2 separate regions of the Macaca mulatta genome follow, and region 1 is linked to region 2. The links are chromatin contacts, called in public Hi-C maps. All regions are on one chromosome and are shown on one strand. Each heading gives the region's core, a stretch centred on a gene start, on an enhancer-like site or on the middle of the called end of the contact. The rest is flanking DNA. Distances are from core to core; before and after follow the strand shown.

Region 1 (5,744 bases), core at 56-2,555, 49 kb before region 2:
ACAAAACACCTTATGACCTTAGAGTTAATGGTAAAACTCAATGGGAGGAGGTGTGAGGAAAAACATATATTAATATGACGAAAGTGGAGTCAGGTTACTTTGCACCTTGGAGCATGTTTTAACAGTGGTTGCATTAACAGGGATCAGGAAGAGGTTTGAGGGCACAAGATTAGTTCAATTTTTTTTTTTTTTTTTTTTTTTTTTTTTTGAAGACAGGGTCTCACTGTTACCCAGGCTGGAGTGCAATGGTGAGATCTCGGCTCACTGCAACCTCCACCTCCCGGTTTCAGCGATCTTCCCACCTCAGCCTCCCTTAGTTCAATTTTTGAAATGTCAATTTTGAAGTGACGATTTTATAATGCAGCAGATATACAGGTCAATTAAATGTATTTAATTGGCCTGGAACGGTGACTCACGCCTCTAATCCCAGAGTTTTGGGACACTGAGGCAGAACGATCCCTTGAGGCCAGGAGTTCAAGACCACCTTAGGCAACATAGTGAGACCCTGTCTTTCTCTCTCTCTCTCTCTCTATATATATATATTTTAAAAGTTGCTTAATTGTGAAAATATAATGAAATTAGTAAATTAGAAGATAATTTACTAATGTCTGGTGGTCCTTGCTGAAGAATGGCACATGAAGTTTATTTTATTGAACGTGTTTCAGATACTGCTGTTGGGGGTGAGCCTTTACCCACTGTTTTTTGTTTTTCTAGTTTTTGCTTTTAACTACAGTCTTAGAAGGAAGCTTATAGTAATAATACAATTGATTTTATTACACATTAAACAACTCTGATTGGGGATATCTTGAATGAAAACTTCATTCCATTAGAACAGGGTAAAATATTGCTGGCCTTGGAATACAATCTAACACCAGAGAGAAGTTTCTTCTCCAAGTGAGTATTAAAATATATAATGCAGGTAAATTAGTAATAGCACGACAAATATTAGCTGCTATTATCATCATCAGGTTAAACACAAACGTATCACAAATGCACGTACGTAATTCTCCGCAAATGTATATACTAGTCGTCGATACTGGTTCATACAGTTATTTTCATTTTTTACTTAAAAGTGTAGCGTTCCTGAGAAAATCACTGATTAGGTTCAGATTAACATATAAAGCAGTAAGAACTTAAAAATAAAGATAATATAAAAAGAGCTGCTTTTAAAGGTTATGTTCTATGTATTGCACAGGGACGTGGAATATAATCGTTTTCATAGGAAAATTAACGCGCCTAGGAACCATTCTCTCGTGCGACTTGGTCTCCAGCCGGATCTCAGTCAGTGTGGAACTAGGTTGCCGCACACGTTGGCGAGGGTAGGAGGGTGTCAGACTGGCCTCCGCACCACGGAAGATCCATCCCGGAAGTGCTTACTGGTCGTCTCCATGCGCCGGTTCCTGGGCGTCGTAGAGTCAAGGCGCGAGGCTCGGACTGAGAGGTAGAGCTGGGGGGACCGTAAGCGCCCTCCGCCCGGGACGTGAATCGCTGCTCCCACCGGGCTAGACCCGGCGCCATCATGCTGCTCTTGCCAAGCCCCGCGGACGGCCGGGGCACCGCCATCACCCACGCTTTGACCTCTGGTAAGCGCCCACCCAACCCCGGCTCCTTCCCACCTCAGCCGCCCCTGCCTCAGTCCTCCGCCTTGGCAACCCTGGGCTGTCTCTACCTTTGACCCTGGCGACTAGCCCTGGGGCCGTGTGGAGCCGTAATAGGTGCGTTTTTGCTCCGTGTTTTAAAGTAATCCTACCCTAGATTAGAAGGAAGGAGGGTGAGGGGTGCCTTCCTTTTGCTCCTACCGTTGCTGCTTCCTTTCGCCGCTGCTGACTCATGGATTGGACTGAACATTTCGGGACCGAACCCCCCAGTACCCCAGAAAGATTCACATAAGCCTCTCTTTGCCTACGGCGGAAAGACTACGCGCAGCCAGCACCCCACGTGCCTGGGGTCGTATAAAGCTTTGCTGCTGGCGATCTCTTAAACACCTTTCTCCCTCTCTACGTTTGTTCCGGCCTTATTTTTTAAATGTCACAACTCAGACACCGCTCCTCATATTCGGTGTTAAAAGACTGTGCTGCTGAAAAGATCCGCGTAGATTTTGAAAGGCAGTTATTACAAGTGAAACTTGTCCTGCTGCTGTAGGTTTTAGATTTATGGCCCAGTACAGTCATGAGTATTGTAAACTTAAGAGTCTCCAGTTCCAGTCATCTACAGTAATTCCCATAGCCAGGTACATAAGCGTTTGTTGAATGTGATTTTGAACATTACCCGTGGCACATGTTGCATTTGTGTGTCTCCGTGTGCCTCTTAACAACTAAAGGAAAAGGCTTAAAAGGCAGTGTTTTTAAAAGCCACACACACCCCGTACTACAAGGTAGTACCTTTTTGACAGTGTTTTAATCCTCTCCTGTGTAAGGTGGAGGAAATCTTAAACTAAATTTTTCAGGGATTTTCCTTTTTCGAATTGCTAATATACACATGTACAGTGATTTACCGCCATTTCCGAGGAATAGATGATATCTTTACTACAAGTTTTTAATTTCAGAGAGTTTTTATGGTCTCATTCAAGCTTCCTAGAAACTGAATGAGATAAATAGGTATTGTTCCCATTTTATAGGTGAAGACATCCTGATTCATTTCAGGCCACACAGCCACTGTCAGACCTAGTCTGAAACCCAGAGTGTCTGGTTTCAGATTGAGAGCTTGTTCCGCTACAGCTTAGCTGCATTAGTAAATCCCCGTTTGCTGCTTGGAAAATTGTTTTCAGTACAAATTCTTGTTAGTGAATCCTTAAAATTTTTAAGAGCTATAGTTCAAGATTTTAATAAGTAAGATGGTTTGAGTTGGCTGGGTACGGTGGCTCACGCCTATAATCCCAGCACTTTGGGAGGTCGAGGTGGGTGGATCACCTGAGGTCAGGAGTTCGAGACCAGCCTGGCAAACATGGCAAAACCCCGTCTCTACTAAAAATACAAAAAAGTAGCTGGGCATGGTGGCGGGCGCCTATAATCCCAGCAATTTGGGAGGCTGAGGCAGAAGAATCTCTTGAACCCGGGAGGCAGAGGTTGCAGTGAGCCAAGATTGCGCCATTGCACTCCAGCCTGGGCAACAAGAGCAAAACTCCGTCTCAAAAAAAAAGATAGTTTGCGTTGCTTTTAGATTTTTTATTTTTGGTGAGGCTAGCTCTTCGTGACAATTTATCACTATTTATTACTTTATTAAAATTATTTGTCTGGGCGCAGTGGCTCACACCTGTAATCCAAACACTTTGGGAGGCCCAGGCGGGCTGATCACCTGAGGTCGGGAGTTCAAGACCAGCCTGACCAACATGGAGAAACCCCATCTCTACTAAAAATACAAAATTAGCGGGGCATGGTGGTGCATGCCTGTAATCCCAGCTACTCGGGAGGCTGAGGCACGAGAATCATTTGAACCCAGGAGGTGGAGGTTGCATTGAGCTGAGATCTCGCCATTGCACTCCAGCCTGGGCAGTAAGAGCAAAACTCCATCTCAAAAAAAAAAAAAAAGTGAAAAGATAAATAAATAAAATAATTCGTCTAAAAGTCAAGCAGTTTGCAACATTTCTTCCTGTTCCTCAGCTTACTCTCATATCCCGAGAAAAGTACTGATTTATTGTTGACATTACTAAGTTTATGTTGTCAGATAACTGGAAGAGGTTGATTAAATACTCTTTAATACTAGGAAAGGATAATTTCTTGTTAACCCTCATGTAAACTGGATGACTGCAATTATTTTCTTAGTTGGTGGTTTTAAAAGTATATTCTTGTATCACTGTTTTGATTTTATTTCCTGAAAAAGTTAATTGCCTTGAAACAGATTTATTCCATGCAATACATTGAAGCCTCTCTTAACACTTTCAATCACAGCCTCTACACTTTGTCGAGTTGAACCTGTGGGAAGATGGTTTGAAGCTTTTGTTAAGAGGAGAAACAGAAATGCTTCTGCCTCTTTTCAGGAACTGGAGGATAAGAAAGAGTTATCTGAGGAATCAGAAGATGAAGAATTGCAGTTGGAAGAGTTTGCCATGCTGAAAACACTTGATCCCAAAGACTGGAAGGTATTTAATATCTGAATATTTTGTTCAGTCAGATGCTTTGTTAGACATAGTTTTCTTGGGAGTTTTCCATTAATAAACCGTGTTTTAAGATGGTTCAGCAAGATGACTATAATTTAGCATCTGTTTATTACTAAGTCTTGAGTGGGTTAGCACTAGCCATGAGATACTGTCTCTGCTGGAGAAATCCAGGAAGAGTTCACAGAAAAGATAATGTTTGCACTGGTCTTAAAAGGACAGGCGGCAGTTAGTGAAGCAGAGAAATGAAAGAAGTATTCTGGGCCGAAGGAGTAAGATATACAAAGACACAAAGGAGTAAAAGAATATGTAGTGCCTCTTGAGGGATCGATGAGTCGTACAGGGTACATGCAGTATGGTGGTGAGAAATCTAGTGTCCTTAAAATCTTTTGGACTCTAGACCAAACTCTGTTGTGTCCTTTTTACACCATGCTAAGGAAGGAATTAAAATTTATTTTGGGGACAGTAAGATGCCATCAAAAGTTTCTTAGCTAATTTTAGAAAAGTAATTCCCTTGGCAGTACAGAAAATTGCTTGAAAGGGGGCAAGGGACTGGAGGGGAAGTGAATAGTTTACTGTTACAGGGCTGGTGCACTAAGGCAGACCTGTGACTGAATCCTTGAACTTAGTGTGTGGCTGGGTTTTGAGGAAGAAGGGTCAGATTTCCTTTTTTTGGAGGTAGAATTGATAGGCTTTGGTGACCCTGGCTGTGTGGCACAAGAGAAAGGGAAATATTCAGAGGTCCTCCCCAGCATTAGGGCTTGAGTGACCTGCTAGAGTGTGAGGTCAGTAACCAGTGCTGGGATGAGGATAAGAATGTTTGTGGGAGGTGCTGTTTGTGTCCAGGTTTGGCTATGTGAAGACTGAGGTTTGGTACCATAGTGGTGAAGCTGTCTAGTAGTTGGTTAGAAATTGGTCTATGACTCCAAAAAGAGGTTAGAGCCAAAGACTTTTTGAAGTCATTGGCACATAGTGGTGGTTGCTGTGGGGAATTGAATGACATCAGCAAGGGACAAAAGTATAAACAAATAGATAATGCTTTAGTAGCTACTTGTATAATAGTTAAATGTGTATGCTGTGGAATTGGAGTGCCTGAATTCAAATCTGGTTCTGCCATGTGGTGCACTTGGACCTTGGGAAAGTTCCCGGACATGTGTGTACTTCGTTTCCCTTGTTGCTACAGTGAGATTGTTACCAGCTCAGAGGTTTATCTTGAGGATTAATAAAAGGATGCTTATAAAGCACTTAAGTTAGTACTTGCCACATGATAAATGCCAAACAAATAATGGATAAAAAGAGTTCCTATGTCATTGGTTGTTTAGAGGACTAAATGAGCTAAGGCATATGTATAAAACACTTGGAAAAGTAAGCACTCAGAAAGTGTTAGCTGATTCTCCCACCACCTCATCCATTAAAAAAAAAGAAAGAGACTGAACATTGAGGAGCATGGATATTTCCAGGGTAGGAAGAGGAGGAAAAACAGCAGAAGATACTAAGAAGGGTAACAGAAGTAGAAAGAAAACAAGGAAAAAGACACTTTGTTATTTGAAAAAAAGACTTCCTAAATATCAGGCACCGTATTCTTCCAGAAACTAAGGGAGGAGCAAGGGGGAAAAAGAGGCAGGGTGTGGTGGCTCACGCCTATAATCCC
Region 2 (6,294 bases), core at 3,059-5,558:
GTTATTTACAGGTGATAGGTTTCTTATTTTATTGTATTGACAAAGCAAATGAATCTGGTAAGAAGACATGTACTTGAGTCCACAGTAAGCCACCTGATAGCTATGCAATCTTGGGCAAGTCAGAGTCTGGGTTTCGGTTTCCACAACTGCAAGGTAGAAACACCTATGCAGATCAAATGGATAATATATACACAAAAGTACTTGTGTAAAGTGCCATTTAAACATTATTAATGGCAGCCTATTAGGAATCCAAAACTGCAAAGTAGTAACTACAACTACAGAAAGACCTTAAAGGTTAATAATTTCACTAATGGCCGTGCACAGTGGCTCACACCTATAATCCCAGCACTTTGGGAGGCCGAGGCGCTGGGTCACTTGAGGTCAGGACTTTAAGACCAGCCTGGCCAACATGGCAAAACCCATCTCTACTGAAAATACAAAAACTAGCCGGCCATGGTGGCAGGAGCCTATAATCCCAGCTACTCAGGAGGCTGAGGCAGGAGAATCACTTGAACCCAGAACCCAGGAGGCAGAGGTTGCAGTGAGTCCAGATCACACCACTGCACTCCAGCCTGGGTGACAGAGCGAGACTCTCTCTCTAAAAACAAAAATAATAATTTTACCAATTAGCTCTAAAACTGCTAAATTTTGTTGTTATTTCTTCCACTAGGAAAATGTTTTGTGTAATAACTTTTAAAAGAGTCAAAATAGTCTACAAATATGGTAACAAACTGCTGTCCTCTCAAAATATTTTATTTCCACCAAATAATCTCTATTTTATTGCTACATATTAATAAAAACAATCATCCATAATCTTACTATCTGTCATATTTAGAAAAAAAATAAGATCAGCCGTACCCTCACCCAGAATTCAGTTTCGTTTTTTCACATTTCTGGGACTTACTCTTTTACAACAGACATAATAAAAAGTACTCAATAATTTCTGATTCTCATGAAAATTATATTATCTGCTGTATAAATAATAACAATACCTCTTGGCAAGTCTTTAGAGAAAGCTTTGGCATAGTATACAGTCTGCTCTCTGGAGGTATAGGCATTGAGATGAGCACCCATATTTTCAATCTCAAGTTCCAGATCTAACTGGGATCTCTTTTTGGTGCCCTTGAAATAAAAGAGGAAAAATAAATTATGCAACCTCCCTTTATCCTTCATCTATTCTAAACACTTCAGATAATGAATACGGAGGACAATAAGTTAGTTTCAGCCGGGCGCGGTGGCTGAAGCCTGTAATCCCAGCACTTTGGGAGGCCGAGACGGGCGGATCACGAGGTCAGGAGATCGAGACCATCCTGGCGAACACAGTGAAACCCCATCTCTACTAAAAATACAAAAACTTAGCCGGGCAAGGTGGCAGGCGCCTGTAGTCCCAGCTACTCGGGAGGCTGAGGCAGGAGAATGGCGTGAACCCGGGAGGCGGAGCTTGCAGTGAGCTGAGATCCGGCCACTGCACTCCAGCCTGGGTGACAGAGCGAGACTCCGTCTCAAAAAAAAAAAAAAAAAAAAAAAGTTAGTTTCATGCAGAGTCAAATTTGGTTTCTAAAGTACATCAGGTAGGGTACGATGGCTCACACCTGTCACCCCAGCACTTTGGGAAGCTGAGGCAGGCTGACTGAGCCCAGGAGATTGAGACCAACCTGGCCAAAACATGGCGAAACTCCATCTCTACCAAAAAATAAAATAAAATAAAATACATATACACACACACACACACACACACACACACACACACACACACATATAAATAAATTATCCGGGTGTGGTGGCATGCACCTACAGTCCCAGCTACTCCAGAAGTAGATGTGGGAGGATGACTTGAGCCTAGGAGGTGGAGGTTGCAGTAAGCAGGTTGTGTCACTGCACTCCAACCTAGGCAACAGAGCCAGATCCTATCTCCAAATAAATTAAATTAAAAAAAAATAAGGTACATCAGGCTTCAGAAATGGTATACATTCAGATGACTCCTGCATCCCAAGAGAAAGTTTTCATTTCAACTTTACAAAGCAATCATCAGTACTTATTTTAGATACTGTCCTGGAAAAAAAAAACATAAAACATGTTATACTACTGAAAGAGCTCTCCCTGCCTCTAAAGAATGAGACTTAGTGCTTACTATCTCTTAAAGAGAGTGCATTTTTGTAAAGTTTTACAACTTGCCTTGAAAGCCATATGCTCCAGAAAGTGTGCTGTTCCATTATTCTTCTCATTTTCATATCTACTTCCAGCATCAATCCAGAGTCCAACCTTAATGCAATCAACGAACAATTAAATAAATCCATTTTATTTATTTGAGGTTGCAGGGAACAGTCTCCTTCCTTTTTCTGACAAGTGCTTTCTGGTCTTAACACTAAGATTTTCTTGATCTGAGTGAATTAATAGTTCATTCCTATGAACCATGAGATTTAAAAATTTTGATCAGGATACTGCTGGGTGCTACAAGTATCTACCTGCCACCTTCACTGAGGATTCTTTGCCCAACTCATTAACCCAGCCAATTAATAACCGTAGTATCAAGAACATCAGAAACTGTCAGAAAACTTTGGTTGAAATCCTGGCTCTGTCACGTATTAGCTAAGCAACCTGAACAAAACCATTTAACTTCTCCCACTTCCTTAACTATAAAACAGGTGTGAGGACGCCCACTACAAAGAATTGCTTTTTAGCAAATAAGACATCAGTAAAAACACCTGGCAGAGTAGCCCTGCAAATATACCTCTTTCATTATTATCAATACTACTAACAATAAATAATCCATAATAAGCTACAAGAACAAGATGCAGACAAGGCAACAGGATCCATATGCACCCTGTAACTAAGTATCACTGGAACAAAAGGTTCACAACTCATGGAAATCTGTCAAGGCAAAATAACTGCCACCCTTTTTGAACCACCAGCCAACAAAGAAACTAAAGACTAAAATCAACAATTTGCTACACTAAATGAAGGGTCACTTAGAGAAGGTTGCCTGAGTCACTTACTGTGCATGTTGAGAGCCCAGAGTCTTCCGAAGCCACTCTGAGTCCGCTTTCTAAACATGTTACTCTTGTTTCAGGAACATTCAGAACAACTTGGGTAGCAGCCTGTGTACTTCGTAATCTGTTCTCTCCAAAATATAATGACTGGTTGGGGGTAGGAAGTGGAAGAGACAAAGCAAAACGCATTATCAATCTGATATTAAATGTTGACTTTAAAACCAAATCTATGTTAAACAGGCTCTCTCTATAAAAGAATCTTTCTTCTTGAATTTTGGTTCCACTGGGATCTCTGCCTGGCCTAGAAACGTGTCACCAGCCACTGTCCTAGAGCCAGCAACGTGATTATAAACATGCCCTTTCCTCAGGGAAGATGAGCAGTTATTATCATTACCCAGAGAGAAACTGACTTTATTTCACTACCTCTCCTAGAAATGTTTTATATTCATTATGCAGAAAACAAGCAGGGAAAAAAAAAAAAAGGAGAGAAAAGATGTAAAACTACCTACACACAAGACAGAACTGACACTCGGGTTTTCATTGTTCAAGAAAAGCAACAGGGTTTGGAAATGGTTTTTAAAAAAAAAAAAAAAAAAAAGAGGATAGGAAGATGGGCCGGATTCAAAATGCACCTGACTGGCTTGTCGGCCAGGAACTATTCGTCTTCCAGCAGTTTTTATTTGCCCTTATACAAAAGTCTCACATCTCTTTGCTGAAAGTCAGAGGCTCGCTCATGAGAAAAATGCAAATACATACAAAATTTTACTTCAGCGATGTCCAGGTTAGCGGGAAACCCAGCTGAGGACGAAGTTCAGTCATAGGCTAAAACAGAACTCTGGAGCGGTAACCATATTTCACTTTTTAGTTTCCCCCAATTTGCCAGCACTACGTTTTTAGTGGTCAAACATGCACTCCTCAGTAGCTGGCGGGAGGAGCCGAAAACCAGGGTCATCCCACACGTCACTAGCAGGTCTCCTGGCGGGTAGCCACAAGCCAGCCACCCCGGCCAGTTCAGCAGCCCCAGGCCGCCTGGCGCCCAGCGGGTCCAGGTCGAGGAGGCCCTCCCCGACCCCGCTGTTCGGATCTGTAGCGCCGACTCTCAGGTGCGCTGCGCCGGGTGCCGCGAGAGAGGCCAGAGCCCGCCCGACTGGGTCTGGCCCCAGGCAGCGCCCAGACAAACAGAGGGAAGCTCACCCGTCCCGCAGCGCCGCGGATCAGGAGACTCTCGCTGAAACCCCAGAGCCGCCGCCGCGCCGCGGGTAACAACATAACTCGAGCCGCCGCAGCCGCCATTTCTGCTGGAAAGAAGGCGGAGGATGGAGGATGTGCTTCCGGGGTCGCGACCTGAGGTCCCAGAGCAGGAAGGCGGCCTCCACCTTGTGGCCGTGATGGGAATGACACTCCTCGAAGCTGTCGTGAAAGGAATGAGGGCTCGACCATGATGCTGAGCGGTCTTTACCAAATGAATTGGGGAGTCTGTAGAAGCCCCTGTATCATCAGTTATTTTGTTGATGGCCTACTAACTGCAAGGCACAAATGCGGTGGAGTGAAAGATAATCTATCTCACTGGTGGATGGAATTGATTGAAAACAGTGGAATAGGCTGGGCGCGGTGGCTCAAGCCTGTAATCCCAGCACTTTGGGAGGCCGAGGCGGGTGGATCACGAGGTCAGGAGATCGAGACCATCCTGGCTAACATGGTGAAACCCCGTCTCTACTAAAAATACAAAAAACTAGCCGGGCATGGTGGCGGGCGCCTGTAGTCTCAGCTACTTGGGAGGCTGAGGCGGGAGAATGGCGTGAACCCGGGAGGCGGAGCTTGCAGTGAGCCGAGATCACGCCACTGCACTCCAGCCTGGGAGACACAGCGAGACTCCGTCTCAAAAAAAAAAAAAAAAAAAAAAAGAAAACAGTGGAATAATATCCACAAGTCACTGCCTTTAAAGGAAAAGTCTACTGGGAAAGACAGATGCGGTGAGGGGAGGAAAAGATGTATCCATGTTGACCCCTATTCACTCTTCGAACCTCTACAGTATGGCTCATCCCATTCCATAGAAATTGCCCTTGGTAAGGTCACTAACTGCTAAAAGTTGGACACTTTACAGACTTATGTTACAGTCCTGTTGGAGGATTTTGCATCGTTGGCTTCTTTGAAATTCTCTTTTCTCAATATATTCTAGAGCTCCACCTCCTCGTAGTTCCCTCTGCACTTTCTTGGACTCCTCCTTATTCATATATATATATATATATATATTTTTTTTTTTTTTTTTTTTTGAGAGGGAGTTTCACTCTTGATGCCCAGGCTGGAGTGCAATGGTGCAATCTCGGCTCACTGCAACCTGTGCCTCCCGGGTTCAAGCAATTCTCCTGCCCCAGCCTCCCAAGTAGCTGGGATTACAGATGTGTGCCACCACGCCTGGCTAATTTTGTATTTTTAGTAGAGATGGGGTTTCACCATATTCGTCAGGTTGGTTTCGAACTCCCAACCTCAGGTGATCTGCCCACCTCAGCCTCCTGAAGTGCTAGGATTACAGGCGTGAGCCACTGCTTCCAGCCCACAGATCTCTCAAGGAACTAAAAATTGCAAATGTTTTTCTAACTCAGGTAGGTGCTGTTGTGCTCATTTTGCAATTAAGACACTGAAGTCAAATAAATAACTTGCCCCAGGTTACCCTGCTAGTAATAGGTAAACTCCAAAGACTGTGCTGTGAAACACTACATTTTGCCCTAAAAGTTGGCGTTTGCCAGGACTCGAGTCCTCTTCTACTGAACAGTCTCCCTCTGGGCTTTTCCCTCCACTTCAGGACCTGTCTGCCCAACCCAGGCCTTTCTCTTGAGCTCCAGGCCCACTTAACCATCAACTACTAGGAAACTACACTTGAATATCCCATTGGAACCTCAATATTAACTTGTCCAAAAGGGAATTCACTGTGGCCCCTGAATCTCTTCCCATATTTGCAATGCTAAACAGCCAATCATACCTCCATTCACCCAAAAATCCAAACCACCCGGAAGCACCTCTCTTTTTCCATCTTCCACGTTCAACTGATACACCCCTTTCCTGCCCCTTCAATCTACTCCGGGTCCATTGTCAGTTTTTTCACATTACTACCTATGGGATCTTTTAGAAATGCAACTATTACAGCAGTCCCATTGTGAAGAATCCACCAGGGGGCCCTTGGTCACAATAAAGTAAAGGGTCTTTAGCATGGCAGGTGGGGCCCTTCATGATCTGACTCCCATTTATCTTTTCAGACTCATCTCCCTCCACCTACCCGGCTGCTATGATTCACAGTTTCAGCCCA

Evidence for each region. A called contact is a pair of places that touch in the nucleus more often than the background predicts.
Region 1: a contact with region 2 is called in a Hi-C map of CD4 T cells, with 3 times the contacts expected there. The contact joins the promoter of DNAJC2 here to the promoter of PMPCB in region 2. A contact is called at or near these places in 2 of 14 Hi-C or Micro-C datasets (CD4 T cells and fetal cortex germinal zone).

What each region holds. Positions count from the first base shown.
Region 1 is chr3:142,944,391-142,950,134 of T2T-MMU8v2.0, reverse strand. It overlaps DNAJC2 (DnaJ heat shock protein family (Hsp40) member C2), which reads left to right and starts at 1,305. Exons shown (of 17, transcript NM_001260798.1): 1 at 1,305-1,583; 2 at 3,888-4,078. The coding sequence starts at 1,520.
Region 2 is chr3:142,897,542-142,903,835 of T2T-MMU8v2.0, reverse strand. PMPCB (peptidase, mitochondrial processing subunit beta) reads right to left here and starts at 4,308. Exons shown (of 13, transcript XM_028846146.2): 1 at 4,185-4,308; 2 at 2,997-3,137; 3 at 2,176-2,262; 4 at 993-1,122. The coding sequence starts at 4,283.